6 separate regions of the Sus scrofa genome follow, and all the other regions are linked to region 1. The links are chromatin contacts, called in public targeted proximity ligation maps. All regions are on one chromosome and are shown on one strand. The core of a region is the stretch at or near the end of the contact, and the rest is flanking DNA. Distances in the headings are between cores, read along the strand shown. Region 1 has its middle 83 kb from the start of PTDSS1. Region 2 has its middle 71 kb from the start of TSPYL5. Region 3 overlaps CPQ (carboxypeptidase Q). Region 4 overlaps CPQ (carboxypeptidase Q). Region 5 overlaps CPQ (carboxypeptidase Q). Region 6 overlaps CPQ (carboxypeptidase Q).

What was found.
Region 2: a contact with region 1 is called in a targeted proximity ligation map of alveolar macrophages. A contact is called at or near these places in 1 of 47 Hi-C or Micro-C datasets (embryonic fibroblasts) and 1 of 2 datasets of targeted methods (alveolar macrophages).
Region 3: a targeted proximity ligation map of alveolar macrophages shows a contact between it and region 1. A contact is called at or near these places in 1 of 47 Hi-C or Micro-C datasets (embryonic fibroblasts) and 1 of 2 datasets of targeted methods (alveolar macrophages).
Region 4: a contact with region 1 is called in a targeted proximity ligation map of alveolar macrophages. A contact is called at or near these places in 1 of 47 Hi-C or Micro-C datasets (embryonic fibroblasts) and 1 of 2 datasets of targeted methods (alveolar macrophages).
Region 5: a contact with region 1 is called in a targeted proximity ligation map of alveolar macrophages. A contact is called at or near these places in 1 of 47 Hi-C or Micro-C datasets (embryonic fibroblasts) and 1 of 2 datasets of targeted methods (alveolar macrophages).
Region 6: a contact with region 1 is called in a targeted proximity ligation map of alveolar macrophages. A contact is called at or near these places in 2 of 47 Hi-C or Micro-C datasets (embryonic fibroblasts and liver) and 1 of 2 datasets of targeted methods (alveolar macrophages).

The regions. Positions count from the first base shown.
Region 1 is chr4:40,290,497-40,295,681 of Sscrofa11.1, forward strand. No RefSeq gene overlaps it. Among named protein-coding and RNA genes, the nearest start is that of PTDSS1, 83 kb to the right of the region's middle.
Region 2 is chr4:39,431,681-39,436,865 of Sscrofa11.1, forward strand. No RefSeq gene overlaps it. Among named protein-coding and RNA genes, the nearest start is that of TSPYL5, 71 kb to the left of the region's middle.
Region 3 is chr4:39,521,928-39,527,112 of Sscrofa11.1, forward strand. All of the region lies in intron 7 of CPQ (carboxypeptidase Q), which reads right to left. Among named protein-coding and RNA genes, the nearest start is that of TSPYL5, 160 kb to the left of the region's middle.
Region 4 is chr4:39,539,252-39,544,436 of Sscrofa11.1, forward strand. All of the region lies in intron 7 of CPQ (carboxypeptidase Q), which reads right to left. Among named protein-coding and RNA genes, the nearest start is that of TSPYL5, 180 kb to the left of the region's middle.
Region 5 is chr4:39,728,281-39,733,465 of Sscrofa11.1, forward strand. All of the region lies in intron 3 of CPQ (carboxypeptidase Q), which reads right to left. Among named protein-coding and RNA genes, the nearest start is that of CPQ, 130 kb to the right of the region's middle.
Region 6 is chr4:39,778,088-39,783,272 of Sscrofa11.1, forward strand. All of the region lies in intron 2 of CPQ (carboxypeptidase Q), which reads right to left. Among named protein-coding and RNA genes, the nearest start is that of CPQ, 75 kb to the right of the region's middle.

The DNA of each region.
Region 1 (5,185 bases), core at 1,020-3,519:
GTACAGCCCTAAAAAGCAAAAAAAAAAAAAAAAAATTCAGCCTTCCTCTGTACTTTTGTGCTCCTCAGCCCCTCAACAGATCAGATGAGAGTCACCCACATCCTTGAAGGCAACCTACCAACTCAAACGCCAGTCTCTTCTGGTGACACCCTCACTGGCATACCCAGAAATGATATTCTCCTAGCTGTCTGGGCACTCCTTAGCCCAGGCAAGTTGACACAGAAAGCGAACCATCGATTATATTAAGTACTGGGCATCACATATTTAAGTGTCACGTACATCTTTGAGGGCCATCGCTGTTGGGCTTATCTCTGCTGCAATGACTTAGCGGTACAGAGGCAGAACCATCTGCAGAGGCATAATTTTCAGGAATGGACCTGCGGCTGAGGATATCCTGTGGCCCAGTTGTACCCATCCCCTCAGACATTTTTGAGGGCCTCCACGCCCTCTTGTGTGGTCTGGCTAGTCCCACGTCGGAGCTGAGCCTGGCATTTTGTGAATCAAATGTGGTCCAAAGAAAACAGCAGGAAGACCTGAAGGTGAGGGTGGGAGTGAAGAGGTGCTTGTGAGCTTATATATTTCTGTGGGTGGACACGCCTGTGATCTCCGGCATCACATTCCCACGCACCACGCTCTGCCGTCGGCGTACTTCCTGACCACACGAAGAGAAACACAATCCCATCCACTTTAATAGATGCTCGGCCAGACTGGGGCTGTTAAAACAGTGGCTTGAGAACTTCAAGACGCCGGGTGTTTTTGCAGCTTTCACCCATCATTTGGAAGCAGGACGAGGTTGGGTTTGAGGGCAAAAATGCTGAACACCAGCACTGTGATCTCAGGAACTGGATTCTGTGGTCCGGGAAGGGCGGCAGGAATTCACGCGGTGACCAGCGGCCCCTTCCTGCCTCGGCAGAGCGTGGAGCTCCTTCCGCCCCGCATGTGAAATCTAAGCCGGGAGCCGACCCGCAGCTGGAATGAACATTCAAACCCAGCGGTCATTGTGTCTTGAGGATGACTTTGCGGCTGTCTTCACCGCTTGCAGCCGCGCTGAGAAGTCTGTTCCCACCGAGTGAGCAGACTTTGACTCGTAAGAGGGACAGGAAGAGAATTTCAAAAAATCTTACCGGAAAACCACCTCTGAGAAAGTCAAAACGGGGTTTGGGGCGGGGGAGGAGGGGGGTAAGGCTGACCACACCAGGGGCTGGTCTAGAGCTGGGCCACCAGATCAGCAGGCAGAGAACGGTCACCTCCAGTCCCATCCCTCTTTGTGAAGAGTGTGGCATTTCAGTCTTTGGCCAGTGAGTCATCAGAAAATGTTATTTCTCATTTTAGAAAAATACCTAGGAGTTCCCGTCGTGGTGCAGTGGTTAACGAATCCGACTTGGAACCATGAGGTTGAGGGTTCGGTCCCTGGCCTCTCAGTGGGTTAAGGATTCGGCGTTGCCGTGAGCTGTGGTGTAGGTCACAGACGTGGCTCGGGTCTGGTGTTGCTGTGGCTCTGGCGTCAGGAGGTAACTACAGCTCCAATTGGACCCCTAGCCTGGGAACCTCCATATGCCGCGGGAAGCGGCCCTAGAAAAAGCAAAAAAAAAAAAAAAAAAAAAAAAAGAAAGAAAGAAAAATACCTGATCTCAGTGGGACATTTCACTGTTATCTGTTCTCCCTAAAAATATGGTGGTGGCAGTGGGGGAACCCAGACCCTTAGAAATTAAAGCCATATGGATACCATATTTAAAAAAAAGAACGCAAAACACAACAACGCAGGCCATTACATGATTGCTGACCGTAGGAATTCAGTATTTATAATTTACATTCTTTCCCATACTTTGCAGTCCTTTTCAGAAGTGAAGAGCAGAGGTTTACGGCCTCGCCAGATCGTAAATCAGATTCCTGAGGGCTGAGGGAGCTGCTACAGGCAGGGGGCATCGCCTTCCGACAGTTTGCAGAAGGCAAGGAAACGTCAGGAAAAGAACCCAAACAGACAGAGGGGGGGCTCTGCTTCAAGGAAGCTCGAGACACCCGTTAGTCCCGCCACCAAGCACGGAAGCAGCAGAAAACGCAGGGAAGATCAACATCTGCAGTCGCTGCGGGCACCACCGCTAAGTGCGCACCAGGGGGAGGGGAGCCCCCCGGGGCTCCTTACCCTCCATCAGCAGAGGCTGCCTGAGAGCCAGGCGGGGGGGTGGAAATAGGTGGAGGCTCGGGTCCAGGAACCCGGCAGAAGACGTGTGCGCAAGAATTAAATCAAGGAGCCTGGGGTGGGAGGAAGAGCATCAGGGTTGATCTGACGCCCCCTAGTGGCCATGTGCTCTTGGGCGAAGTACTCGAGCCTCAGAGCCAGGGAAACGTGGAAAACAGGCAAACTCACAGGATTGAAGAATACACATACATTTGGGGCTGGATGCAAAGGGGAGCGGGGGAGGGGGTCTTAAGCGACGCCCCTTATCTAGAATTGGAAGTGCTGTTCTGGCACCTGGCTCCCTAGCAAACCCAGCTGAGTGGTATCCAGGAAGATTCAGGGGAGGGAGGGTGTCTCAAGACACACCACCTCTCCAAGAGGTCTTTTGAAGCACCCCAGTCGCCCGAATGCCTTTGTCTGGAAGATCTGTCGGCAGGGGCCCTGGTGAACTCATCCGCCTACTCCTGGCCTGGCTTTCATTCCCTCTGAGAGAAGGCAGAGGATTTTAAACATTTTGAAACGTGGGGATCTTGGCGTGCCTTTCCCAGGTTGCACCCGTAAAATACCTAATCAGCCCATGATGTGTGCAGATGGACTGACGGATGAGTCAGGCGAGTGGGAACAGTAAGGTTTACAGTCCAGATTTTCCAGCATGGATGGTTACATAAACCATGCCTGCAATTTGATGCTGTAATTAAGGCTATTGTGTGTATACTTCAGACATGTGAATGCAATATTTTAGGTTTTGGGTCTCTGATTTACCTTCTTTTACTTTTAAAGGCAAACAAATCTTATTTCCCATGGTTGTAAAGTCCACATGAGTCCCCTTTACTCAGCGTCCAGAAAAGGGACAGACACACCCTACACAGGAAGACTGGTGTCTGAGGAGCTGAGGAGATTTGTGGGGGTCAGGAGGTCAGGCATATGGGGAATACCTTCTGCCATTAGCACCCACAATTTGCAGACCCTTGGCAATGATGTTTTCAGAGTATTCCAATAACAAACAAACAAAACTAACTCCCAGGGCAAAGAGGTCCAAGCACGAGCCCAGAATGGCCAAGGAGCTTGGGGGTCCGGTTGCATCAGTCGTGATAGCAAAACTCTCAGACCAATTCTATTTTCTTTTTTCCCCCCTTCTTCTTCTTCTTCTTCTTCTTTTTAGGGCTGCACCTGCGGTATATGGAGGTTCCCAGGCTAGGGGTCTAATCAGAGCTACTAGCTGCCAGCCTACACCACAGCCACAGCAACACAGGATTCAAGCTGCGTCTGTGACCTATACCACAGCTCAGGGCGATGCTGGACCTTCACCCACTGAGTGAGGCCAGGGATCAAACCTGCAACCTCATGGTTCCTAATCAAATTCATCCACTGTGCCACGACGGGAACTCCCCAATTGTATTTTCTGAAAGATGTTCGTGTTGGCGCTGGGTTTATGAGACGCGGATGGATCTGCCAATACCCTTCTCTTTGCTCCAAGAAGGCAATGCTGGGGCTTAGGAGTCTCTTTTACCAGTACTGCAGACAGGAAGCTTGCCCGTCACCCACCCCTCCAGCCAGCTGCTGTACACAGAGACCAGTTTTCAACCAGGGTATCACGATGGATAAGCTGAGCTTAGCCGTGTGAGAGGCCTGGGAGCCAGCCACTTGGACCCGCTGTAAATCCTTGACCGTGCTAGACAGTGACAAACAATACCTTCTCATAGGACAGGCAGCTATAAAACCTGCCCAACCAACCTGCAAGAAAGGGAATGTCCAGAGAGACAAAATTGCAGGTGAATTTCTGAAATGGATTAAAGACAGTTTTTAGGCAACACAGGAGACAAGGAAGATTTCAGCCTTCCCACACACTAAAAAACCACCACCACCACCAAAAAAACCTCAAAAGCCAAATAAACAAAACCACACACACATCCAACTATTTCCTCCCTCTTTGGTAGATATTAGTAAATAAGTCCTTTAATTCATAGATGATAGTGAAATGAAAAAGCCATGGGTATTTATTGCGTCAAAGATATTACCACATTCAATTAAAAAAACTTTGACTCCTTTACCTATGATAGTTCTAGGATCAGGTTTTGAATAAAATATGATAAAGTGAAATGTTGTAAAAATCTATTCTGGGGTTGGCAAGGAGACTCCACAGCTGGTTAGTCTTAGCCATGACGAATGCTGAAACGTACAAAGACCCAAATCTCAAATTTAACCCTTGCCCCCACCACACACACAAAGGCAAGAGATGCACTTGTAATGAAATGCTGATTAACAGAAGTCTTGGCTCTCCTCACATCTTTTTTTTTTTTTTTTTGTCTTCTTATGCCCACACCTGAAGCATATTGAGGGTCCCAGGCTAGGGGTTGAATCAGAGCTACAGCCCCAGCAATTCGGGATCCAAGTCATGTCTGTGACCTACACCACAGCTCATGGCAACGCTGGATCCCCGACCCACTGAGCGAGGCCAGGGATCTAACCTGCAACCTCATGGTTCCTAGTCAGATTCGTTTCTGCTCAGCCATGATGGGAATGCCTCTCCTCACATCTTGATTTCAATCATACAAGTGGGAAATTCATGGAGGATTGCGATTGCCTGCCTGGGGGAATCCGTTTTCATAGCAGTAAGAACTCTATAAATGAAGCCCACCCGGTGAGCACTCAGTGGCCTCAGGAATTCTGCAGCCTTCACTGAACAGAATTCCAAGAATGCATAAGGGATCATTCCCCCTTCCTCTGTTTAAAAGCGCTCACTTTCCTTTGGTTTCCAATGGTTACATTTTTTTCCTATTCCACCCTGCATTTAGCAACCCCCCTCCCAACGAGAGCTTGACCAAGTGCATTAAATAGGGGTCTGATTCCAAAGGGAGACCCCTGACAAAAAGAGGTACCACAGAGACGCTGTCCAGCGGCTTCGGAGCGGGAGACCATAGGGCTGAACCTGATGTATTTGGTAAAGAATTTTATTTTATTTCTCCTTGGTGAGTATTTTACTCATGAGCTCACTACAGAAGCGGT
Region 2 (5,185 bases), core at 1,826-4,325, 860 kb before region 1:
CAACAATGGGAGGAAAAAGTATGTATACATGTGTGTGTAACTTGGTCCCCATGCTGGGAAAAAAAAAAAAAGAAAAGAAAGGTGGCAATTATCTCCTCCAACCCTCGGCTTTCTGTGTGCCTCAGTGGCAAGGCCTGAGCCTCTGGTTTTCAGTGGCTCCTTCAGGGTAATTAGGTACCAAAAGACAGGTAAAATACACAGATGCAGGCTGGGGAGCGGCTCCATCACGCATCTCTGCAGGTGGCGCTGGCAGCTGATGGTAAGCACAGCTTACCATCTATGTGCAGCACGTGGCACCTTGAGGCCTCTAGTCTCTGGGTCATGGTCGGTCTATTTAGGGTCAATTACAATTAAGCTCTGAATAAAGGATTAGTATAGATCTGGCAACTCATGTTAGGAAATGTGTTTATTGTGTTGCATTTCTTCAGTGGTAGCCTTTGAGGCTGATTGATGGCATTCAACGTGCATCCTTCCTCATCTTGACAGCTAACAAGATAAACATCTCAGCACGGGATGTGCCACATAATGGTCCCGGGACTTTTGCATAGAAGTTGCCAACGGTGCACGCTTTGGAAAAGGGATGAATGTCACCTTCAGGGTAGTGGCTGGCAAACAAAGTCCTTTCTGCTTGCTCTGCCCAGGTGTTCCCTGGATGACCAGGCCAGCCGGGGCCCAGGCCCGATTGGCGTGCTCAGGATGGAGCCTCATGGTGTCAGAGGGCCAGTGGCAGAGGGCTGCGGGCCTGTGGGTACAGGCAAAGGGCCCAGCTGATATGAAGCTTGGGGGCTCTTGCTCTAGTCTGTGGCATTTCCACAGCAACAGATGTGCAGGAGCTGAGGCCCAAGGGCACTTGGCACTGTCAAACTGCCTGCAGAGCCCCCGATGGGACCCTGGCACTCCTGGTTTCTTATGAGACCTCATGAGGTGCTCCGGAGACCTCATGGACTCAGAAGGATGGCTGGGGCCTGGCAATGTAGCGGGGGGCGGGGGGGCAGGGTGGGATCCAAGGCAGGCTTCTCTGGGATCCTGTGTCTTGCCTGCCTGGCATTGACTAGTCAAGGACCACTCTCTCAACCCCTCCATTTCCCTGGGGGCCGAATTGGCAAGATGGGGCACTTCTGGGTGAATGTGGTCCTTTCCGCCTTGACTCTGGCTCCTGTTGACAGGTGCCCACGGACACAGGATGCCTCCAAGTTCAAGGCACAGAGGACCCGAATTTGAGAACATGCTTTGACAAGGGGGCCATGCCAGGGGCACAGAAGCTCGCCCGCCCCCCACCCCACCGTCTCCTCTGCTCTGATAGTTTCCCTGCCATGGATCTGGTCTCCAGAGTTAGAGCACAAGCTCCAGGATGCAAGAGCTCTGGTTTCTTTGAGGAACCCCCACAATATCCAGGGAGGTTCTCCATACATTCTTGCAGGTTGACCAAGTTCTGAAGTGACTTGTCGTTTTGCCCCTTTTTCCTAGAAGGCAGCCTCGAAGTGACAGCGAGCTTCTGTCTCCTCAATGAGAAGGCTTCCCCAGGAGCATTTTTGTCTTGCCAACCTGACTATACAAACCCTAGGATAAGGGTTAAATAGTCAATGACACAAGTATGTAGCAGTTTAGGGATACACATATGTTTAAAATTACATTGCACATATTTTATTTTCATTTCTTTAAAACATTGGCTTTTACTACGGATACCTTGGGCAGCAGTGTCTTTCTCTCACCAGAACACATCTCTGGCTTTTTCTCCCCTCTCAACTGTTGGGTGCAGCTCTTCCGAATCTGAGGAAAATGGTCAGGAACCTCCCCATTGTTTTTATGATGATATTTCAAGCAGATCACTTATGCTGCATCCTGAGGGCTCTTTAGCTAGCTTGTTCCCAACATCTAATGCAACTGGGAGGCCACCACCTCAGCAATCGTCACAAATTGGTATTATATTCTTTGCCTTCTTTTAACATTTTTTTTTTCCAAAGGGCCATACCCACAGCATGTGGAGGTTCCCAGACTAGGCGTTGAATCAGAGCTACAGCTGTCAGCCTACACCACAGCTCACAGCAACAGTGGATCCTCAACCCACTGAGCGAGGCCAGGGATGGAACCCACACCTTCATGGATCCTGGTCAAGCTCGTTAACCACTGAGCCATGAAGGGAACTCCCTTTTAACCTTTTTTTAAATTAAAAAAATTTTTATAGCCGCACTTGTGGCAATATGGAAGTTCCTGGGTCAGGGGTTGAACCCGAGCCACAGCTGTGACCTATGCCACAGCCTTGGCAATGCCAGCTCCTTAGCCCAATGCCCAGGGCCAGGGATGGAACACTTGCCTCCACAGTGACCTGAGCTGCTGCCTTTGGAGCCCTAACTCACTGTGCCACAGAAGGGACTCCCCTTTGCCTTCTAAATTTTTCGCCAAATTTATATGGTCATCTCTATAAACATCTCTATAACTAGCATCTCTATAAGCTAACATCCACAGAGGTCATGTTAGCTTAATATGCTTTCCCTAAACAGGCCTTCATTGGTCCAGATAAAGTTTTAGAGAAGAGACTTTTTACTCTGAGAAATGAGACTTTGTATAGGCTCAGATAAAATCAACTTTCCTCTCCTTCCCCCGCCTTTTAAAGGTAATTTTTATGGCAAGAAAGAACTCAGCTAATCTCAGGGCTTACATAGTATTTCAAGTTTAAGAATGAGGGAGATTTTTACTCCTCCCTTCTCAAGGTTGAAGTGCCTCTTCTTCCAGGAAGCCCCTCTGGCCAGCTGAACTGGCTGCTCCTGCTCTATTCCGTGGAACCTGCCCTTTGCCCCATCGCAGCATTCCTCGTCCTGCCACTGATGTCAAAGGGCAGTGCCCACCCACTGGTACTGGCCCTGGCATCTGTTCCCTTGGCAGTGGCTTCCCTCTGCCCAAGAACAACTTTGCCCGGGTCAAACCAACTGTAATCATCACCCTTTACAACAAAGGGCTGGGCCCTCTAGAGGAAGCTCGGTCTCCATCCCTGCGGATTTCACCTGGCCCTTTACGGCTCAGAGCAGCTCCAGGCTTTTGTCGGAGGAGCTGCTGGCAGCGCCCCCGTGTGGTACTCGGTTACTGCCTGACTCAGATGGACGCTTTGGGCTCAGGTCCTGAAACAAATATCCACCACATCCTGGACACTTGACCTCTGAAGCCATTTGGATTTCACAACGTCACTCTTGAAAAATGAAGTGACATAGCTCCTGTCTGACTTGGCTGCTTGTCACACCCTATGCCCTTGTATTCTTGCCGCCACTCAGGGCTTTTGGAGACATCCTCGCAATTCCCCCACGTCCCATCCGTTTGCATATTCTTCCAGCAGAGGACACTACATATCCAGGCTGCTCAAAACCCGGGGCTGCGACTGGGGTCAATGCGTGGCATGAGGTGGTTGGTTGTATCCAGGATTTTAGCGGCAGGGCTTTTCTGTCTTCTATCCCCTGCGAAAGCCCATTTGTCAACGATGTTTCTGGCACTCGCTAATAGAGTTCTGTGATCTTGTTCATCTTTGGGGCTCAGCTGCCTTAGGTGCAGTCATGGTGGGGGGAAGCCCTCTCAGTCCTCAGACACAGGTGAGGAAAGCTGTGTTTTCTGAGGATGTTGTTGCTCGGTGGCTATGCTCTCAGCTAACGGCAAACGCACGACAAGTTCACCGCAAGGAGGAATCCCCTGCCTTGGAAGAGATGCATCGTTTTGTGAAGCAGATAAAACCACTGTTGGAGAATTGCTGGCGTCACATGCAGAGCCATTGACAGATGTTTGGCGGGTTAGGACAGTTAACAGGCAGAGAAGAGAAGCTAAGCAAGAAGAGGTTATGGAAAGTGGTTTAAAAGAGAAGAACATGAAAGGAATAAGAAAGACCTTTGGGGAACAGTGACGAAGGCCTCAGATATCCACACAGGGCTTCTGCAATGGTCTTCATCATGACTGCATTGCAATTCAGATGAGGATGCTTTCGTGTTATGTGACCATGACATCAGAGATTGATCACCTCTGATGGCCAGACTCAGTGCTTGTTCTTGGCCTCAACTTGACCACAAGCAGGACTTCAGGATGGAAGATGCTTCTCTGTGGGCATCCCCACTGATGGCTCCTACCCTTTATGTCCTTCCTGGGCTTCTCTGATGTGTTGGTTCTGCTGCTGCTCTTCCAACAGGCACAAGTAGCCCGGAAGTGCCAGGAGCATCAGTGACCCCGGGGAAAACGCATGAGCCATCAGAGCAGGGAGCTGGTGAGAAGGACACTTGTGGTCAGTGGCCAGGTGGACGACTCTGCCCTCCTTGGAGGGTCACTGGTGAGACAATGCCCTTCTTTGCCACCAGGAGTGACCTTGACAATGCATACGCTATGTCACCTTCCTTCTTCTCTTCCACTCTGTTTCCCTCAGCTGTGACCCTGGGATCTCCCTTGGACTCAAGGGGCAGCACAAGAGTCCCTGACTCAATTTATCAGGAAGAGCCTTTCCAACCCTCCTTTTAGCCTGTGTTCCAAGAATTAGCTCAACGGTTTCATTATAACCTAGTCTTAAATATACAATAAAATAAAATTCTATAATTTTTAGTTTAATTTTTCAAGATAGAACTCCAACTGATCCTTCTTTTTCTATTCATTATAACGCTTCATTAGGTTTTAAGTGAATTTACATTAAGTGGCCTTTTCCCATCAATTATCTGATGAACCTTAGATACATCCCTTTCCCCACCCCAGAATTCTATAATTGATTTTTCCCCATGTATGGTGTATGTCTTTTTCCATGCCTCATATATTCTTCTAAAATATACATTCCACCATATGGCGGTGTTACCATTTATATACTCAGTCCTTACTGTATCTTGAAGTTATTTCATTTTCTAAAAATATCATAAATAACCGTGAAGAGAATAAACTCAATGTATAAAAGTTGGACAGGTTTTCTGTGCCTCGGTTTCTATGGGGACCAGAATAGCACCCGCCTCAAAGAGCTGTTGTGAAGATTAAATACATTATCACTTAAAAAGTGCTCAGAACATGCCTTACGCATCCATACTCAGTGATCTATAAAGCTTGGCAATGATGAATGATGATGCAGTGGTGAGGTAAAGTTGAAGACTCCTGGTTTAGTGAATGGCATGGTCTACCTAGTTACTCAATCCAGTCAATTCTCCAAACTGGTGAATTCTTTCAATTTTATCGACTTTCT
Region 3 (5,185 bases), core at 1,169-3,668, 770 kb before region 1:
TACCCCCACTATTCCTCTGAAATTGCCCTTAGCAGCCACACCTTGTTGGTTGTTAAATCCAATGGGTATAAGAGTGTCTTTCTGGGATGGTAGCCCTGGTTGACCATCTGTCCTTCTCGAAGGACCGATGCCCTCTCCTGGTTTGCTCTGTAACCTGGCTGCCCCTTTTCAGTCTTCTCTACCCATTCCCCTTCCTCTGCCTCGTGTGTCCTCAGCCCTCCCTTCTCCTGGACCATCGAACCTCTTCTTGTGGCAGCATGACCATCAAGGGCTTGAAGACTTACAGTCCCACCAGCCCAGTCCTTTCCCAGACACATCCAGCTCCCTCAGGGACATCCCTAGCCTGAAGCTCCTGGGTCCCCTTCTTCTGTGAATGCTCCATTATAATCCAGCTGAACCCTGGCCTCATCCTTTACCCTTTCCTGTACCCCAACCCTCATGTCACGGTGCCAGGCTGTGATGTCGTCAGCCCACCCATCTCCTCCAATCCCCCTGCCCTTCCTCTTTCCAGCCATCCTTACCCCATCTGGCCCTCCTGCCTGTCCTGGCTTTGTCCCTCCCATCCATGCTACCAAAGCTTCTGCCAGCGTGACCTTTGCAAACAGGCCAGGGGTGCTCTCCCTCCTCTGCTTGAGCCTCTGAATGGCTCCCCTGTGCCGTGAGACGTCCCTACTACTTATCAGCATTTACAGGAAGGCCTGTTATGATCATGCCTGCGATGATCTTGCTGGCTTCATCTTCCACCATCTCTCCTGCATTCTGCTTTCCAAACACACTAAACTTCCGGTTCCTCACTGTGTCATGCTCACAGGGTCTACCGAAGGAGAAAATGTCCCAAGATGAAGAGTAGGGGGCAACACCCGGGTCACGATGACTAAGCAAGGTCCAGCCAACAGACCCTAACCACCCCACCCTCGCCTCTGCTTCTGTACATTTGCTTCTGCATCAGCAATCCTGCTTGTACCGACTCAACCATCCTGATCCTGCCTATACCCACTCCGGTCTGTTCCACCAAGCATAGACCCAGAAGAGCTAGCCCATAAAAGTCTTGTGAAGCCCTTCCTCAGGGCTCAGACCCCAGAGAGAGAGAGATCTCCTCTGGGCCTGCCGGCGTAATAAACCTGAGTTCTCCAACTCCCTGAGTGCTTGCTTGCTTGCTTGCAGGGTGGTAGAGCTGTTGGAGCTGATACACAGTGGCTGCGGAGCTGCTGTATAATGGCCGTAACCCTGTGTGTCCCTACATATGGCTCTTGGTATGTGAAGCCCCCATTCCCACAGTCAGATCTTTCAGCGGACTTCTGGGTAACTTTGCTGACTTAAATGTCACCTCTTCTTGGAAGCTTTCCCAGATCCTCTGAGGCCAGACTCAGTGCTCCTTTCCTGTGTCCCTACAGTGCCCTGCACTTTTAATAAGAAGGCAGTCAGGACACTTTTTTTATAGTTGTCTCTTTGTGTATCTATGCCTCCTAGTAAATATAAGCTCCAGAAGTAGGCACTGTTTCTTTTTTTTTTTTTTTTTTGTCTTTTTTGCCATTTCTTGGGCTGCTCCCATGGCATATGGAAGGATGTGGAAGTTCCCAGACTAGGGGTCGAATCGGAGCTGTAGCCGCCGGCCTACACCAGAGCCACAGCAACACGAGATCCGAGCTGCGTCTGCAACCTACACCACAGCTCACAGCAACGCCGGATACTTAACCCACCGAGCAAGGCCAGGGATCAAACTCGAAACCTCATGGTTCCTAGTCGGATTCATTAACCACTGAGCCACGATGGGAACTCCAAGTAGGCACTGTTTCTATCTTGACTTTTGTTGGATTTTATTTCTACCCGAGTGTTTAGTGAAAAAAAATCAAAAAAATGAAAATGATGTTAAATACTTCTGAATGAGGAAGCGTACTTTGCAGGGGCTGGGAGGCAAGAAGAAAGTGAAGCGGCACAGTCAGGTGAAGAGATGAGCAAAACGGCAAAATAAGGAGGTCTAGGAGGGTGAGCTTCCTGGGGACTCTAGCTCACACTGTCCAGCACTAAAAATGCAGGATTTTTCTGTAGTCGAATAAAGACAACGGGAGTGGAAAGAGAAGACTTGTTTTGGGGTAGTCTTTCTGGGACTATCTGGGATAACTGCCCAGAGTCTATGATGGACCAGACAAGATGCCAGTCTGCTTTGAGAGCGAGCAAGAGAGAACAGAGAAAAGAGAACAGGGAGGGTTGTGAGGCCCCCCCCTCTTGTCTCGTTCAGGATATTTGCCAAGAATAAGCCAACTGTTTCACTGTCTCCCTTGGAAAGTGAGCAGCCTGAGCTCAGGTACCAGGCAGCAGCATGTTACTCAGTGCCTTCCCACACCCAGAGGACTGACGGCGTTAACCTGCACTCTTGAATATAACTCAGGCTCTCCGCTGACTGGCGAGTGATGAAACAGGAGCTGAAGCAATTTATCGTTTCAAGATGATGGCAGCTGGCAGACAGTGCTGGTGAGAAGTGGAGTGGCTCATTTTGAGCAAGCGATGTCAAAAAAAAAAGAGGTTCTGCTGAGCCGCTGGCCCTCTGAATCATGGCTGCAGACATCTGGGGTGTCCTTGTCACGTAGGGGAACTGAGATGGGGGCTATCACCCTCCCCTGGGGAGGCTATAATAATTCACAGGAGAGAATAGTTACGGAAGGATGAAGCAGCGGGGAAAGAAAGCTTCATGGAGACCCTGGCACTTGTGCCAGGGCCTTGAAGCCTTAGCTTCTAGGGGGGAAAAAGAGAGAGCTTTCCTCATGAGAATTTCTCCCAATACTTTGGGAAAAAGGCATGGAAGAGGATATGAACACAGTATGCTCAGGGAATAGCGATCAGAGCAGCTTGCCTGGAGAGGCCAGCTCCCATTGTAGAATATTGGAAGTTAAGACAGGACAAAAAGACCCTGCAGTGTTCTACAGGTAAGATCAATGGCTCACTTACCCAGCTTCAAAAGGCTGCAACTAGCTATTTTTTATGTTGGAAAAGAAGTCCAATAATTTGTATCACTTGCTGCTATGAATCTGATAAAAAGCCTTTCCCGAAGACGGTAACAAATGGCCACAGGAGCCCTGTGCTCAAGCTGCAGTTCGGTAACACACTGCCGGGAGAGTCAGACCAGATTGATTTTGTTGGGCCGCTCGGCTGCTGTCTATACAGAAGGCCCAGAGTCTCTGCCTCCTGCATGTGGTTCCATCTTATTCTGTTTTGTACAGCATTCGAGAGAGCCAGCTCTAGGAAGTGGACTGGGGTGGGCAAAGACATGAGGCACAGCTGCAGACCTGAAGAAGCTCAAGGGGAGAGGAGCGAGATGCTCTAATAACTCAGAGCCACGTGTCAAAGCAAAAGGTGAACAAGGACCCGGGAGTAAGAAATGGATGTGGAGCAACTGGAACGCTCATCCATTGCTGGCGGGAACCTTGAAGAACGGGACGGGGTCAAACCACTTAGGAAAGCAGTTTGGCAGTTTCTTACAAAGTTAAACATACCTCTCTCCTACAACCCAGCCAGTTCCACTCCCAAGGAGGGAAAAAACGTATATCTACCAAAAATATCTTCATAAGAATGTGCAGAGCTTTATGCATAAATACAAACAAAGCTGAAAAAAAAAGCAAAACGTGTCATTAACAGGAAAATGGATAAACAAATTGTGGACACAAAATGCTCAGCAATAAGAAAGAATGAACTAATGATAAATGCAACACGGATGAGCCTCAAAAACAGGATGCGTTGCTAAATAAATATGACACAACTCCCTGCACTTATTCCATTTATATGAAATTCAGGCACAGGAAAAACTAACCTCAGATGATAGAAGTCAGAATGGTGGTTGTCTCTGGAGATGAGGGGGAGGTTGGGGGGTGTCTGGAAAGAGGAATGAGGAAACTGTCTAGGGTGATGGGAATGTTATATCTTGAGTTGGGTGGTACTTACACGGGTGCCCACGATTATCAAAGCTTATCAAACTATATGTCAATTACATCTCAATTAAAAAAAATCAAATGAAATAGGAACTGGGTAAAGGACAGCATGGCTTCACGGAAATGCTGCCTCAAGCAGGCTTCAGAGAGCGACTCTCAAGGAGAAGCTGGGGAAAGGCAAGCCGGGGAGGTAAATCAGGGGAAGAAAGGAGTTGGGAAAGTGTACTGTGGGTCTTGGGAAGGGCTTTGTCAGCCATGGGCAGTAAGGCCAGAAGGGTGGGCTGAGGTCATAGCAGCGGGCAGGATGGTAGGAGCAGAAAGCACTGGCGCTAGCCCATTAGATTCATCAAGAAAGAGAAGGGAAATAGAACAGTAATGTAAAAGCATTGAAAAGCTTCATATTTTTTGTTTTGGAACTAGTCTGCGGCACGCTTGTAAGCCAAAGGGCTTGTCACTGCGGAAGAGATATTGAGAAGCAGAGATCGTTATAAAGCAAGTTCTGATAGACACGGGTGGGACACATGGAGAAAGGAGGGGACCTGCTCCCTCTCTGTGTGGAGAGACAATAAGAGAAACTGTGCAGGGCGGGAAGCACGAGATGATGGATGTCCCCTAAGGTCTCAAGGCAGCAGACCTTCAGTGAAAGTGATGGAGGGAGGGATGGGGCTTGAGGAGCACAGACAAAGTTCAGATCTGGGTGCTACAGAGAATTTGAAAGGGGTTTTCCTGAGCTGAATGGAAAATTCTGAGATGTACATGGCATGGATTGCTAGCGGAGATAGATGGCCAGGCTGGGGACTGGTAAGGCCCGGAAAATGAAAGCACATGGGAACAGACAAGTCACGGCCATGGTGGGAATGAGACAGGGCAAGGCCAGGGGAGATTACAGACGGCTCAAGGGTCTGGCTGTCAGGAGGAAGAGGAGCAAGTTCAGGAGGCATAAGAAATTTGATAAGTATACAACCAGTGCAGGTGGCTGTATGAGTCACAGTGTTTGAAGGACAGCGGTTCTGAAGGAGGGATGGGTTTAAGGGGGATGACATTTGGCACTGCAAGTTGGGAGTCACCAGGGATGATGGCACAGAAGTCCTTGAGAAGCTGTGGCGGAGCGTCCCCCCACCTCCCCTTGTACAAATTCCTCTCTCTTCCCAGATGAAGCAGAAGTTGTCCTGAGCTTTGGTTGCAAAGCGCCACTTCAAATAATATGTGTTTGGCTATATTTAACTCCTTTTATTCTATGAAGTTGAAAATGCTTCAGGGTA
Region 4 (5,185 bases), core at 1,555-4,054, 750 kb before region 1:
CTTAAAAGATAAGTAGAAATTAGGAGTTCCCATTGTTGGCTCAGTAGTTAACAAACCTGGCATGAGGATGCGGGTTTGATCCCTGGCCTTGCTCAGTGGGTTAAGGATCCAGCATTGCTGTGAACTGTGGTGTAGGTCGCAGACATGGCTTGGATCCTGCGTTGCTGTGGCTGTGGTATAGGCCAGCATTTGCAGCTCCAATTCAGCCCCTAGCCTGGGAACTTCCATATGCCTCAGGGGCTGCCCTAAAAAGAAAAATAATACAGACAAAAAAAAAAAAAACACAGATAAGTAGGAATTAGCCAGGAGGATTAGAAAGGAAGAATGTTAGAAGCAGAAGGAACAGTATAAAAATGGAGGAATAATTTAGTGTCTTTAAGGAACTCCTAGTAGGATGTGGGTGGTTTTCAACAGTGCCAATGCTTCAGAAAAATCATGTAGTGAAATGATTTGGCCATTTAATTTGGCCAAAAGAAGGACCTTTGAGTCCTGGGACAGGCAGTCTTGGTGGACTGCTTCAGGAGAACTTCAGACCGTAGTGCAAAAAGGAAGGAATGGGAAGAGATGAGCTCAGCTGCAAAGAAAAGATAAAGAGCTGGATGATTATGGAGTCATGTAAAGGTGTTTAATTTTTTTTTTTTTAATGCTAAAGGCTTGAGAATATTTTATATTTTGAAGGGAAAACTTTTAGGGAGGAGAGAGGGCTGAAGCTATAGAATAGAAACCGCTTGTGCCAGTTTGAGGTGTCTGAGGGTGTAGAAGGGTACAGACTTCACCACATAGCCCTGGATGTGAAGAGAGACACATACCCTATTGCATCTAAAAGGGAGAGTGGGGAAGGATGGATAATGGACAGCCCTTTGCTGAGCGAGGGAGAAAACGGAGGTCGGGAGCATGTCAGTGGAGACTGTTTGGGTGAGGAAGCGACCGAGGACATGGGGCAGGAATACGTGGCCTCATCGAGGGCCCAGCCAAGGCTAGAGGCCATGCACCTGCAGCCTCCCCAAGTCAAGGTATGTGGGACTTTCTCAAGCAGCCCCTGGCCTAGAGGCAAAGAAGGAACAAGGAAGGAGCTGATCCAGGATGTCCAGACATCTGGGGGAAAGCTTGTGCTCATGAGCTGTTTCGAGATTTCCTCAGCCTGAGATTTCATTATGCGTCTGAACAATTTGCAAACCTGCAAATCATCTGAGCTTTTCCCCAAAGCTGTGTTGAATACTAATTCATCTAGATAGACAGGGTAACCTGCAAGGGAATTGGAGCCGTTAAACTCAATTCTCTCCCGACACTTGGGAAATGAATGGAGAATTATGCGTCCAATTCTCAATCCTTGGAGAGCCGAGCACAAAAGTGTTATATAAGAGCTATCGGAGGAGAATTTTGTTCCTTTCAGAATGCTCAGCCTGATACAAGAGAAAAAGAAAAAGAACAAAGGAGCAAGGAGGCTTTGACACACCCCCAGGAGTAGAAGGAGGAGCTTACCAGGTGCTTTCCCCACCTGTTCATGAAGCCTCACACCTTATGGTGTTGGGGAGCCTCCAAGTATTGGATCTGAACAGGCTTTAAAGTAGAAGCAAAGAAATCACCAGGCAAATGGGTTCCCTTAGAGATTTCATATTCTGATGGGTGGTTTAACCTCTCAGTAGGCTTAGTCCTTACAAAGAATCTGGAAAAGAAGAGGGGCCACTGTCTGTGGCCAGGGTACCAAGTATCAAGTGAGAGTTCAGTCTCCGTGGTTATCTAAGCCGCTCAGTGGCAGCGCAGGGGCCCTCCCTGCACCCCTTGAGGAAGGTCCCTCTCTACTGAGTGTTTCTGCAGAAGTTCCTGTTGGAAAAGAAGAGCACCCCTCCCACACTATTCTATGTCTATGTGAAAATGAACATTTCATAGGCGTCACACCTTAAGGTCCTGAGGATAACCGCAGTTGACAAGAGATTTCAGACAGATTTCAAAGGTAATGGGGGTTAGAACTAAATGTCGCACAGTTTTCTACTGAGTTTTCATCCTGCTTACTTTCTCCTCAGTTAAGAAAACCTCCTGGAACATGAGCTGCCTTTTCTCATAATTTTAGCAGCCCATGATTTCAGTATCATGAGTCAGTGCCAGGTGGTATACATATGTGTGTGTATAAATGAACAAAGAAATTATAAAATGGTAGGAATCATGTGCCTTGTTGGTTATTGATTCTAAGGGTTCTTGCAGCTTATCTGGCTGCAAGGAGTTCAGATAGGTCTGATATTTTATGTCCCTCTGTCAACCATCTATTCCACCCTTGAGTAGACTTTGGCCATAATTTTATATCCTCTTGCTCCTCCTTATAATTTCCTACTAACCTATAGTTTCTTGGGGAGGGATCTTTCCTCACTCTTCCTACTGTTCCTAAATCCCTAGATGTCCCTAATGCGTAGGTTCTTAAATGTTAGGGACATATAACTTGAGATCAGATAAACTGATCACATCACACACAATGGCAAAGCTTAATAATTCTCCATCCATTTCCCAAGTGTCAGGAGAGCACTGAGTGTAAAGCACCTACGCTGAGAAATGTTCACAACAACAAAAATCATACTGCTCTAAAACTGATTTTACCCAACAAAGACATTTGAACTGGAAACGGAGAAAGCAGCCGTTGACATCTGGGAACTTGTGTGACACCTACAGGTAGACGGCAGGGTGGTCGAAGATGCCAGACCATCTTGTGCTCCAGCTGGACGGGTAACGAATCTCATGGGACACCAGCATCAGATAAGGGCATTCTGTGACTGATGAAGCAAGCCAAAACAGGCCATTTCATAGTTTTGCCCAGACTAAAACAAAGTCACTGTGCAAACCACAAAATACTAAACATCCCCTTTTTGGCGTCATATGAGTGACGGCTGCTTCTTTCACGCATTACAACATCAGTCTCCATTGAGTTTGCCCTCCATAGACAGGAGATTTAAGATGCCCAGTCATTAAATTATCCCCCTTCCAGAGAGCGACCAAGCTAGAGTAAAGCCTTGCTTCCCTGGACCCATCCAAACCCTGCCCTAACCAAAACCCAAATCTTCCAAGTCCTTTTTGACATCCTTTGATTGAGATGCCTCCTGGGTCCTCATGGGATGCGTCCTGCCTCACTGCAAGGAGTTATAAGAGTGATAAACCTGCCTTGCTCCACCACAGGCATTCCCCTGGCCGTTGACAAAGCTGCAAGAAGTGACTCTTGCAGCTGTGAAGTGACCAGAAAGGGTGATGTGGCTAAAACAAGAGGGAGGTTTCCCTGGTGAGGGTGGGCAAGGATGCTTCCTTTAAACATTCCGATTCCAAAGAAGCATTGAGGAGTTCCCGTCATGGCTCAGCGGTTAACGAACCTGACCAGTATCCATGAGGTTGCGGGTTCAATTCCTGACTTTGATCAGTGGATTAAGTATCTGGTGTTGCTGTGAGCTGTGGGGTAGGTCACAGACACAGCTTGGATCCTGCATTGCTGTGGCTGTGGTGTCAGCTGGCAGCTATAGCTCCTATTCGACCCATAACCTGGAAACCTCCATATGCCGAGGTTTTGCCTAAAAAGACAAAAAAAAAAAAAAAAAAAAGGAAAACAAACAAACAAAGAAGCATTGAGAACTTCCCCTCACTCAGTCTTTCTCTCTTGCATGTAGTCTTGTATTGAGGCACCCACACACTGACTCATGAGTGGGGAGGCTTTGTGGTTTAACCTGACTTTTAATCCCATATCTCATTTTAGGCTGGCTCAGCGGCTGTTTGCTATTGTTGGCGAGTCGAGTACGGTTGACCTCCTGGGTTCTGAGCGTGGGAAAGTAAGAGTTCCAAGGGCACCAGTTCAAGGGTGGTGTAGACAGGCAATCTGGCATCTCAATATCGTTAGAGAAATGAATTGAGACAGGATGACAGTAAACGTGGAAGTTAGAGGCAGTGTCTCTGAGGAAACAGGTTTACAAACCATCATCCCAAACTGAGGGAAGTTATTCTAAAACACAAGGGCAATGCTTCATTTTCTACGGGTGTTTGGTTTCTGGAAATCTGTTACTTAGGTAACGACACTACCTCAGAGAAATTAGTTTATTTTCACAAGTTGTGCCTCAACATTTGTCAGAACATCAGCATTGGGGGATAGAAGGCAAGGATAATTATCTCCACTCACATACTGGAGAAAACGGAGTCAGGGTGATAAGCTGCTCAGTGTTGCCAAAACTTCATCCACAGGGTCCTGGAACCCACCCGGGTCTTCCCGCCGCAGAGAATTCTTAGCAGCCACCAAACTGCTGTTCATGCCAAGTAGCCTGTTATCCCTTTGGTTCTGAACCTGATAACATTAATAAACTGGGAAAACACTGCCTAAATTAACTGATTCTTAGGTGGTTACAATAGGTAGTTGCTGTTTGAAGACATGAATAAGGACTTGGAACCCCTCCTCTTCCTCAAAGGATGATTCACAGACACCTTACATCTTGATAATCAGGGAAACTTAAGGAAAATGAAGATTCAAGGTCCTACCCCAGACTTACTATGTTCGGGTTTCAGGTATAGGACTCAGGAATCTGTACTTTTTAAAAATTTGTTTATTTTAGGGCTGCACCCTTGACATAGGGAGGTTCCCAGGCTAGGGGGCCAATCGGAGCTGTAGCTGCTGGTCTACACAACAGCCACAGCTACCCCAGATCCGAGTTGCATCTGCGACCTACACCACAGCAATGCCAGATCCTCAATCCACTGAAGGAGGCCAGGGATCGAACATGTGTCCTCAGGGATGCTAGTCAGATTCGTTTCTGCTGAGCCACAACTGGAACCCCCGGGAATCTGCACTTTAATAGCAGGGATCTGCACTTTTAATAAGCTTTACACTGTTTGAGGTCTCACATAAGGAAGTATTTGCAAAAAGCCACTCAAAGTTCAAGAAAGGACCAACACCCCCAACCCCTATTCTGAGTTCAATACATGTTAGCAATAGTGTTGAAAAGGAAAAAGTGGCAAATGTTTAATTCAGCAGTTACCAGGCAGAAGTTTCCGAAGGAGCCTTCTTAGTTTTTATTGACTGCAAAATAAAAGATTAGATCTCCAGTATAAAGGGATCTGTAGATGTTTCAGATCCTCTTATAAAATGAAACTGCTGTTCTTATGCTCAGGGGGTGAGGGAGAGGGGGTGATCCCTGTACTAATAGCAGGAACGAGCAGCTATTTTGAT
Region 5 (5,185 bases), core at 1,606-4,105, 560 kb before region 1:
TGTGGGTTCCATCCTTGGCCTCGCTCAGTGGGTTGAGGATCCGGCGTTGCCGTGAGCTGTGGTGTAGGTCGCAGATGTGGCTTGGATCTGGCATTGCTGTGGCTCTGGAGTAGGCCGGCAGCAACAGCTCGGATTAGACCCCTAGTCTGGGAATCTCCATAAGCCGCACGCGTGGCCCTAAAAGAAAAAAGACAAAATGCATATATATACATATATATACATATATATTGCATTTGCTAAGCAAGACCTCAGAAGAAGGCCTGGGAAATTGCTGAGGGGCATTAGCAGTGGGCTGACCTAAGAGCCAGTGTGAGAGACGCTGCACTTGCTGAGAGAAATTCTCAGCAAGATTCCCCACTCCTTAGATCAACTTGAGCACAACTCTCCTTCTGTATGTGCTTGTTCATTTGAGGGGAGGCCCTGGCAGCATCACAAACGGAGCCTGGGAAAGGCCTGTGTGGGGTAATGTCAGGCCAGGGCCCTGCCTGCACTGGCTGCTCCCTGGAGGTTGCCCACAAGGCAGCCCCTGATGGCCAAGAAGGCAGCTCGCTCATAGGACTAGCTTCTCACCAGTTTCCTCATTGGGTTAATGGGTCCAAGCTCTGTACGATGTCATCACTGGTGAAGCCAGGCAAGTGATACACCCAAGCTTTCCTCACTATTTTTACAACTTCTTTTGAGTCAAAAATTATTTCAAAATAAAAAGTTCTTTTTTAATGATGCAATTGGTAGTAGACCTCTTCTGGCTTTGTCTGTGGTCCTTTGCTAAAAGAGAAACACCTGCTTGGGGAGGATGACGGCGAGTGGGCAGGGGCACAGCGGAAGAGGGCATCATGAGGTCACTCGCACCACACACGCGATGCCTTCATCAGATCCTCTTCCAAAGTGAAGGAGCGAAAATGGAATGAGACCCAAATCACACTCGGCGGAGAGCGGGTGAGAAGGAGGAACGGACCACCCACAGGTGCGTTGCCAGGTAATAACCCCCATGGGTGCTCTAGGTATCTGCGAGATAACAAGGGATAGGACATTTGAGAGGTCTTTGTGCCTGGGAAAGAGACATCAGGAGAAAAAACACACGAGAAAGGCACAAGTAATGACTTGGCAAGGATGATACGACTGACTTGTATCCTGAATCAACCAAACCCGACAGGTTTAGATGCTCTGCATTCGGCTAAGGTGTGCCGAAGCACGGTGGTGGGGTATCTCTGATGTAGAAAGAAATGGGAGTCAGGAAATCTGGAGTCACATTCCATATGTGCCCTATCACGCATTTGTTGTGCCTCCCTGAACAAATTGCTCATAGATTCAGCTTCCTCATTGAAGGTCAGGAAATCAGCACTAAATTGCTGAGATCCTTATCCCTCTGTCTCTGCCTAAGACTATTCTAAGAGGTAGGACACCCTCTGTTGATTTAATTTAAAAAAAAAAAAAAAACCCAAAAACCTATTCATGGATGGCAACAAGTTTCCTATGAATTTTCCAATGCAAATTAGCTCCTTAATAAATGGGAGTAGAATAACAAGGCTATTTTAGTGCCAAGAAGGATGAGCCTGGAAGTCACAGGGCTCTCATCCCCCACCCTCTCAGACTCATTCTCAGCCATGGACGGGCCTCACAGGTACCATGATTTCCTGGGGATAAAGCTGTCCGAGAGAAAGGAGTTCCAAGGCCAAATGTCAGAGCTCCCAGAGGCTTGCTTACCCCCAGGGAAATGCACATAACCCCCTCCTTGGGTCTCCTGAGTCCTGCACGTGCCCAAATCACAGAAGAGGGCTGAGTCACGAGGGAATTCCAGGCTTGGAGGAGGCATCTTGTGAAGTCTTTAGGAAGAAGGTAGGATGTATGTCTCTAATACCACTATTCCGCCTTTTCACACATTGAAAGCCAATAAAGTATTTGTATTTTGGGCATTTTTTAAAAAGCCTGTGGTTAATTCAGTCAAGGCTTATCCCTGGATTATGTGATAGGGTTTTGAATGTGTTAATGGTGCATCAATCACATATACACTTTTCCAGAGCCGAAATTCACCACATGTTGTCCATGGATCTTGGGCCAAATCAGAAGGATTCTTTACGGGTTAATTACTTTCCTTTCATCAGGTGCTGGGCATGTAGGAGAAGTAAGGGGTTGGGCTGGGTGTCAGCACCAAAGACTCTCAGCCACTGCCTGAGTGTTACCCACTTTTGAGTCACCTAGGATGCTCAGCTGCAGGCAGAATAATGGGAATTTCAATGCACCCGCTTCCTTCTTAGAGATAATTTCCACTGCACCTACTTTGTTCCACATTATTTAGCACTGGGTCTTTGGCATAATAAGGAAAAGGATGTGTCAGTGATAAGTTAGTCAACCGAAACTATCAAGACCAACGTTGATGTCACTGTTAGCATCACTGATAGTTAAAAGTAAAGCTGAATGGTTTTAGGAAATTTTGTCAGAGTTAGAGGAGCTGAACTCCCCGCACTAGTCAAAGAAGAATGAGTCTCAATTGACACTGAATCTCCATCATGCATTTCCCTTCCTGCTTCCTTCATTTTAATGTCTGCTCATTTATGAATAGTTCCATATAATTTAAGCACAACGGCTTCTAACTTAACCCTCCCAACCCCACTCCCTCTTGCTCACCTCGGATCAGTCACCCCAAATTTACCTTTATCTTATAGGGAACAAAAGAGGGGACCCGACAGCATGGAAACATCAATTCGAGATCAGTGTTTTAAATGATAACTGAGCTGCAGTACAAAAATGCAGAAGTGGAAAGAAAACAGAAGAAAAGAAAGTAGGGAGGGAAATAGCAAGGGCCTGAATCAGGGCATTAATGACAGTAAAGACAAGGCAGGAACAGATTTTTGTTCCTTTTTTTCCTTTTTTGGCCATCCCACAGAATATGGAGTTCCTGGACCAGGGATCAGATTCAAGACACAGTTGCGACAGATGCTGCAGCTGCAGCAATGCTGAATCCTTTAACCCACTGTGCCACACTGGGGATTGAACCCTCATCCTGGATGGCACTGCAGAGACGCCAATGATCCCACTGCACCAGAGTGGGGACTCCCCAATTTTTTTTTCACTCTTTTTTTAGGGCCACACCTGCAGCAATATGGAGGTTCCCATGCTAGGGGTAGAATCAGAGCTTAGCTGCCAGCCTACATCACACCCACAGCAATGTGGGATCCGAGCCGCATCTGTGACCTACACCAGATCCTTAACCCACTGAACGAGGCCAGGGATCAAACCCACAACCTCATGGTTCCTAGTCAGATTCATTTTCACTGCGCCACGAAGGGAACTCCCCAATTTTTTTAATATGCTGAAAGTAGACTGAAAAGGATATAGTTCCTGAATGTAGGACAGTGATAAAGAGGAGCCAATGAAAAATAACTTGATGTTTTATAACTATACTGATAGGTAAATGTGGTTCCTTTAACAGAGACAAGAAACTGAGGTGAAGCATCAGGTATGAGGGAGCTGATGGACTCAAGTTTAGTCACATAGAGTGGCATTCAGGGGTGACATTCAGTGTGTCCACGGACAACTCATGTTCTCAGTGAGCAGCAAAACTCCTGGATTTAAAGTGAACGGAGATTAAGAAAGTCTTGCAGTCATTTTCTCCTTTTGTTTCTTCACTAAATAAAATATGTATGGACAAGCCACTACATGCCAAGTGCTGGGATAGGCATTAGGGAAAAAAGGAAAAGGAAGAAAGTAAAAGAGGGGGAGTTCCTGTCGTGGCACAGTGATTAACGAATCCGACTAGGAACCATAAGGTTGCTGATTCGATCCCTGGCCTTGCTCAGGGGGTTAAGGATGCGGCGTTGCCATGAGCTATGGTGTAGGTCTCAGACTCGGCTCGGATCCTGCATTGCTGTGGCTCTGGCATAGGCTGGTGGCTACAGCTCCAATTAGACCCCTAGCCTGGGAACTTCCATATGCCATGGGAACAGCTCAAGAAATGGCAAAAAGACAAAAATAAATAAATAAATAAATAAAAATAAAAGAAAAAAAGAAAAAGTGAAAGAGGGTCTGCTCAGGGCACCTGCAAGCTCTGGTGGGGTGACACCATAACAATGGCACATAGCAGTGCGCTGAGGGAGGGTATCCAGGAGGGGCTTTATCGGGATGGTCAGTGCTTACGCGGGGTCATGCACCTGGAGGGGTGACGCATGCCTTCTGCTTCCCATCCCAGTCTAGACGCCCATGTGGTTCCATGCAGGCTGTAAGGCAGACACAGCCACAGGAACTTCACGTCCCTGGGCTCACCCGCATTCCTTCTGGGGAAGCAATGCTGTGACTTCTTTGTGGGAGACCTTGTGTTAACCTTCTATCTCATACATCTTGGTAAGGAGGTATTTATGACTAACTTAGAATGCTATGCAATGCTACGGTAGACGTAAAAGTTCAACCCTGATTTCTGGGCCCTCTCTGGAATTGTCCATCACCCACCTGGAGAAGTGCTGCCCCAGAGAATACAGAGATCGAGGCATTTTGACAGCGACTAGGGTGTTTACATCTTAGGCCAGCCCCACAATTCCCTCCTAGGCACTTTCCCAAGGAGAAATGAAAACATGGCCATAGAAAGGCTTATACAAGCATGTTCACAGAAGCTTTATAGATAACAGTCAAAAACTAGAAACCACTCACTATCCATCACTGGTGAATGGATGAACACACTGTGGTCTAACCACACAATGAAATGCTACTCAGCAGTTTAAAGGAATGGACAATGGATACGACAACGTGGATGAACCTCCAAGGCATTTTGCTGAGTGAAAGAAGCCAGCCTGAAAGACTCCTGGAATATGATTTCACTTACATGACATTCTAGAGAAGAGAAAGCTATCATTCCAGAAAGCAGATCTGTGGTCCCCAGGGGGCAGAAGAATAGAGGAGGAGGCAGACAGCAAAGGGACACAAGGGAACATCTGGGGTCATGAAAATATTCTCCATTATGACTGTGGTGGTGATTACAGTACTGGATACATTTTTCAATACTCATTGAATTGTACACTCAAATTTGGTAAGTTTAATTTGTGTAAATTATAAATAAAGCTGACTGGAAAAAAGTCACGCTGGGCTGAAGAGTAGCCCTGAGCACTCTCAGCAAGAAGATGCAGGGGCTCCCGGGATGCTGTATGAACCAGCACGACCTCAGCCTTCCAGCTGCTGCCACCCCCAAACACCTGCT
Region 6 (5,185 bases), core at 1,029-3,528, 510 kb before region 1:
GTACCTATAGCCTAGAAACAAAGAGCAAAGGAGAATAAAAATAAATAAGCAAAATGATTTCAAATAAATGCCATGAAGAAAATAAAATCTAGCATTCACCTTGAGTCCTCTATTTTCCTCACCTCCCACATCCAATCCATCAGCAAGTCCTGAAGGCTCTGCCTATTGAACAGCCCACTGCCCACTGCCCACCATCTCCATGGATACAACCGTAATCCTGATATTGTAATCTCTCTCCTGGACCCTTGCAAACCCTCCTAAATGCCTGGTCTTCTTACTTCCAATCCTGCTCCTCACAATCTATGTGATTTCCTAAAGCATACATCAGATTGTATCACTCTTCTATTGAAAACCCATTTCCATTACTGTAAAATGCAAGCTCTGACAACCAAGGCTTATGTGATCTTTATGAAGATGTAGCCCTGCTGCCCTCTCTGCCAGCCAGTTCTGACCTCTGTCCCCCTTGATCCCTCTGTTCCAGGCACATCAGCTTGGTTCAGTGCCGAGAACAGACCAAATCACTCTCCCTGTTGCACTATCACACTAGCTGTTACCTCTGCCCAAGAGTCTCTTCACCCAGGTCTCTGAATGGACAGTTTCTTCTCATCATTCAAATCCAAATTGAATATGATCTTCTAGAAAGGTTTTCCTTGGCTCCTATAGCTACTGTAACCACCACTGTGCCCAAGTCTGCACTCTACTGCATTGCCTTATTTTATTTATTATTGCATTTTAGACCATCAGAAAGTACCTTCTCTGGAGTTCCCGTCATGGCTCAGTGGTTAACGAATCCGACTAGGAAATACGAGGTTGCAGGTTCCATCCCTTGCCTGGCTCAGTGGGTTAAGGATCCAGCACTGCCGTGAGCTGTGGTGTAGGTCGCAGACACGGCTCAGATCTGGCCTTGCTGTGGCTCTGGTGTAGGCCAGCGGCTACAGCTCTGGTTAGACCCCTAGCCTGGGAATCTCCATATACCACAGATTAGGACCCTAGAAAAGACAAAAAAATAAAATAAAAATAAAATATTTTTTTAAAAAAAGAAATTACATTCTTATCTGTGCAGTTGTTTCTATCTGACTACCATTAGTGTGTAAGATGCACAAGGACAGGGACCTTGTCTGTTACTCACAGTCATTGTCAAATCCCCAATGCCTTTCCTCCCTCAAAAAAAGTTTGTGAATGAATAAATGAGAGTGACTGAAAAGGACTACTTTAGACAGTGTCTAGGGACAGCACTGCCACCCCCCAACAAGGAAGCAATATATTAATTGGAGCTCGAATGAGAAAAGAAATGAATGAATGGATTATTTACATCAGTTAGAAGCTAGTCTACCTATTTCCCAGAACCAAGCATTCTCCTATCAGGGCTGGATTTATTGCTTTCACCCTGGAAGCTTGGGCCCATGACATGATGCCGTCAGTCTCCTCTCCCGGCCCTTTTCAGCAGCCACCTGTTGTCCAAAGATAGAAAGATATCTTAATGTGACTGATGGAAAAGATGGCTGGGGTGGTGAACTTTATATGTCAACTTGACTGGGCCATGAAATACTAGATATTTGGTCAAACATTACTGAAGATGTTTCTGGATAAGATTAGTATGAGTGGGGTCTCAACCAATCGGTTGAAGGCCTAAATGAAAGAAAAAACAAAAAAAAACCCCACAAAAACTGACTCTCCCCAAGTGGGAATGAATTCTCCTACTTGACTGTCTTCTAGATGAGACATCAGTTTTCTCCTGCCTTTAGACTCAATCTGAAACAATGGCTCTTCCCAGATCTCAAACCTGCCAGCCTTTGGGTTGGAACTACCTCACTGGCTCTCCTGGTTCTCAGCCCTTCAGATGTGGACTAGAACTACACAATCAGCTCTCCCAGGTCTCCAGCTTGCAGACCTTGGGATTTAAAGCCTCCATAATTGCATGAGCCGATTCCTTATACTAAATAAGGTTAGACATATGATGATAGATGGATGATAGACAGATAGATTCTACTAGCTCTGTTTCTCTGGAGATCCCTGATCCTCTTCCCTTCTTGTTCTAACACTTTAACTGGGCCTTCAGTTTCCGCACCCTGTTTCTTTTCTGTTTTTTGTTAATGAGGTTTTTTTTTTTTAATTGAGTTAAGGCATTATAGCAATTATATTATCAGAATACAACTTAATCACCAAGATCAAGTATAAAACATTGGCTCAAAAAAGTCTATGTAATGTATATCTTACATATATTCAAATGCCACCCTGTTTCTTAAGAAAGAAGACAATGTGACTTTTCTGGATGACTCAATGTTATCCTTACAAACTCCCATCTCTGTGGGTATTGCAATCCAGTTTTGTAGCTACACTGTTTTCCTATCTCTTCCTCTAATGTCAAAATGCCCTCTATCATGCCTACATCTGTTAATATGGTATGTCCTTAAAATCCAGATATCTAAACTTGCCAAAAATAACGTGTTAAGAATAGCCAACACAATATTAATGGAGAAAAAAGTTGAAGGACGGACACTACCCGACTTCAAGACTTGGTACAAAGCTACAGTAATCAAGCAGTGTGGTATTAGTGAAGAAACAGATAAATAGACTGATGGAACAAAGTAGAGATCCCAGAAACAGCCTTAAATAAATATAGTCCAACTGATCTTTGACAAAGGAGCAAAAGTAATACAATGGAGTAAAGACAGTCTCTTCAACAAATGAGCTAGAACTAAATATCCACATGCAAAAAAAAATGAATCTAGACACAGGCTTTATACCCTTCACAAAAATAGATCATAGACATAAATATAAAAGCAAAACTATAAAATTCTTGGAAGACAACATAGGAGAAAACCTACATGACTTTGGTTATAGTGATGCTTTTTAGTGCAATACCAAAGACATGATCCATTAAAGAAATAACTGACAAACTTGACTTCCATTAAAATTAAAAATTCTGCTCTGTGAAAGACAGCATCAACAGAATTAGAAGATAAGACACTGACTGGGAGAAAAAGATACTTCTGATGAAGGATTATTATCCAAAATATACAAAGAATTCCTAACACTAAACAATTTTAAAAAAACCAAACAACTCAATTTAAAAATGGGCCAAAGGCTTTAATAGACACCTCAGACATACAAATGGCATATAAATATATGAAAAGATGCTCTTTATCATATGTTATCAGGGAAATGTAAATTAAAACAACAATGAGTTAGCATAAACCTATTAGATGGCCAAAATCTCAAACACCAACACCACCCAATGCTGGTGAGGATGTGGAGCAATAAGAACTTTCATTCACTGCTGGTGGGACTGCAAAATGATGCAACCATTTCAGAAGGTACTTTGGCAGTTTTTTAACAAAACTAAATAACTCTTACCACACAAACCAACAATATTTACCCAGAAGAGTTGAAAACTTATGTCCACACAAAGCCCTGAACACAGATGTTTACAGAAGCTTTACTCATAACTGCCAAAATATGGAAGCAATTAACATGTCTTTCAACAGGTGAACAGATAAATAAGCTATGGGACATCCAGGCAATGAAATATTATTTAGCAATAAAAAGAGAGAAGCTATCAAGCCACGAAAAGACATAGGGGAATCTTAAATGCATATTACTAAGTGAAAGAAACAAATCTAAACAGGCTACATACTATATGCTTTCAACTAAGTGACATTCTAAAAAAGGCAAAACTGTGGAGATCAGTGTTTGCCAGGGGTAGGGACACAGATGGATGAGTAGGCAGAGCACAGAGGATTTTTAAGGCAGTGAAGATATTCCATGTGATACTGTAATGATGGTTGTCTGTCACTATATATTTGTCCAGTCCCATAGAATGTATAATACCAAGAGAGGCACCTAGGATAAACTCTGGACTTTGAGTGACAATAATGCATCAAGGTAAGTTCATTCTTGGTGAAAATTTTTGCCACTCTGGGGAGTGATAATGCTTAAGGGGGACACTGTACATGTTTGGGGCAGTGAGTATGTGAGAAATCTCTGTATCTCCTTTTCAATTTTGTTGTAAACCTAAAACTGCTCTTCAGAAATAAAGCCTTTAATAGTAATAATGTGTTCGAGTTCCAAAAGCTTTTGGAGAGAAGAGCAGAAGTGCAATGATATTTTGCCACAAGGGAGCTGTGACAGCTAAGTGGGTTGGTTAGAGGCTTTTTTCTCTGATTTTCACCTTAAATTATTAATGAAACTTCAACCTCCAGGTAAATATGACATGGCCACCAATTGGCTTTGCTCCAACCATGAGATTCCTAACACCAAGCACATGTACAAAATTTAGTACAAAATTAAATAATAAAGAAAAGTGTGGGTTTTCCATACTGTTTGGTACTTTATTTCTTCACTCACAGTATGCCTTTTCCATGAGTAAATTTCACACTGAATTAGCAACACCAAACCACCAAAACATGTAAATTCAGAGCTAAAGCTTACAGACTGGAAAAACATAAAGGTTCTCATGTGAACCAAATATGGACCAAAAAAATTGATGCCCAGGATGAAAAACATCTGCTTTGTTTGTGTACTTAAAACATCAACTTGGGTTGCTCTCGTAGAAGGTCTGTTGTGACCAGCAACAACACAGTTCAAGGTTGAGGGAAAGAATTTCACCACAAACATAAGCAAACAGCAAATGTCACATGAATTACCAGTGTTCAGAGGAGACATTCCTCCCATGCCTATAAAGGTTAATCTCTCTCTTCCTGTTCTCAGGGTATGTTAAGAATTTAATGATTCATAGATTAGAGCCTGCCCCAGTGCCCTGGCCTTGAATTTTAGAATGTTTTACATGAACCAAAAAAAAAAAAAAAAAAAAAAAAAACTCACCTTCCACTAAATACCTTCCTATGTCATTTATGTCCATAGTTCCCTCTCTGGCAAGTGATAGCCAAAAAGAATCAGTCTGATTGGGAGGCAAAGGGGGAAGATATTTAAGAAGACTGCTGTTCATCCCCTGACGAGAAGTCTCAAACATAACCAGGGTTGGGGATTGTCCAAAGTGTGAAAGTTTTTGCAGCTTAGCTAATAGACATATTAAACAACTGGCAGGGCTCAGAACTGAGGCTTCTTCAAATATGTGCCCAAACAGGTCTGGGGGTCTGGGAAGCATTAGCAATAATAAGTGTAAATAAAGGGGGGACATAAACCTGTTAGGCTGAGTCACTAGAAACTCTTTTTCTTGGAGACT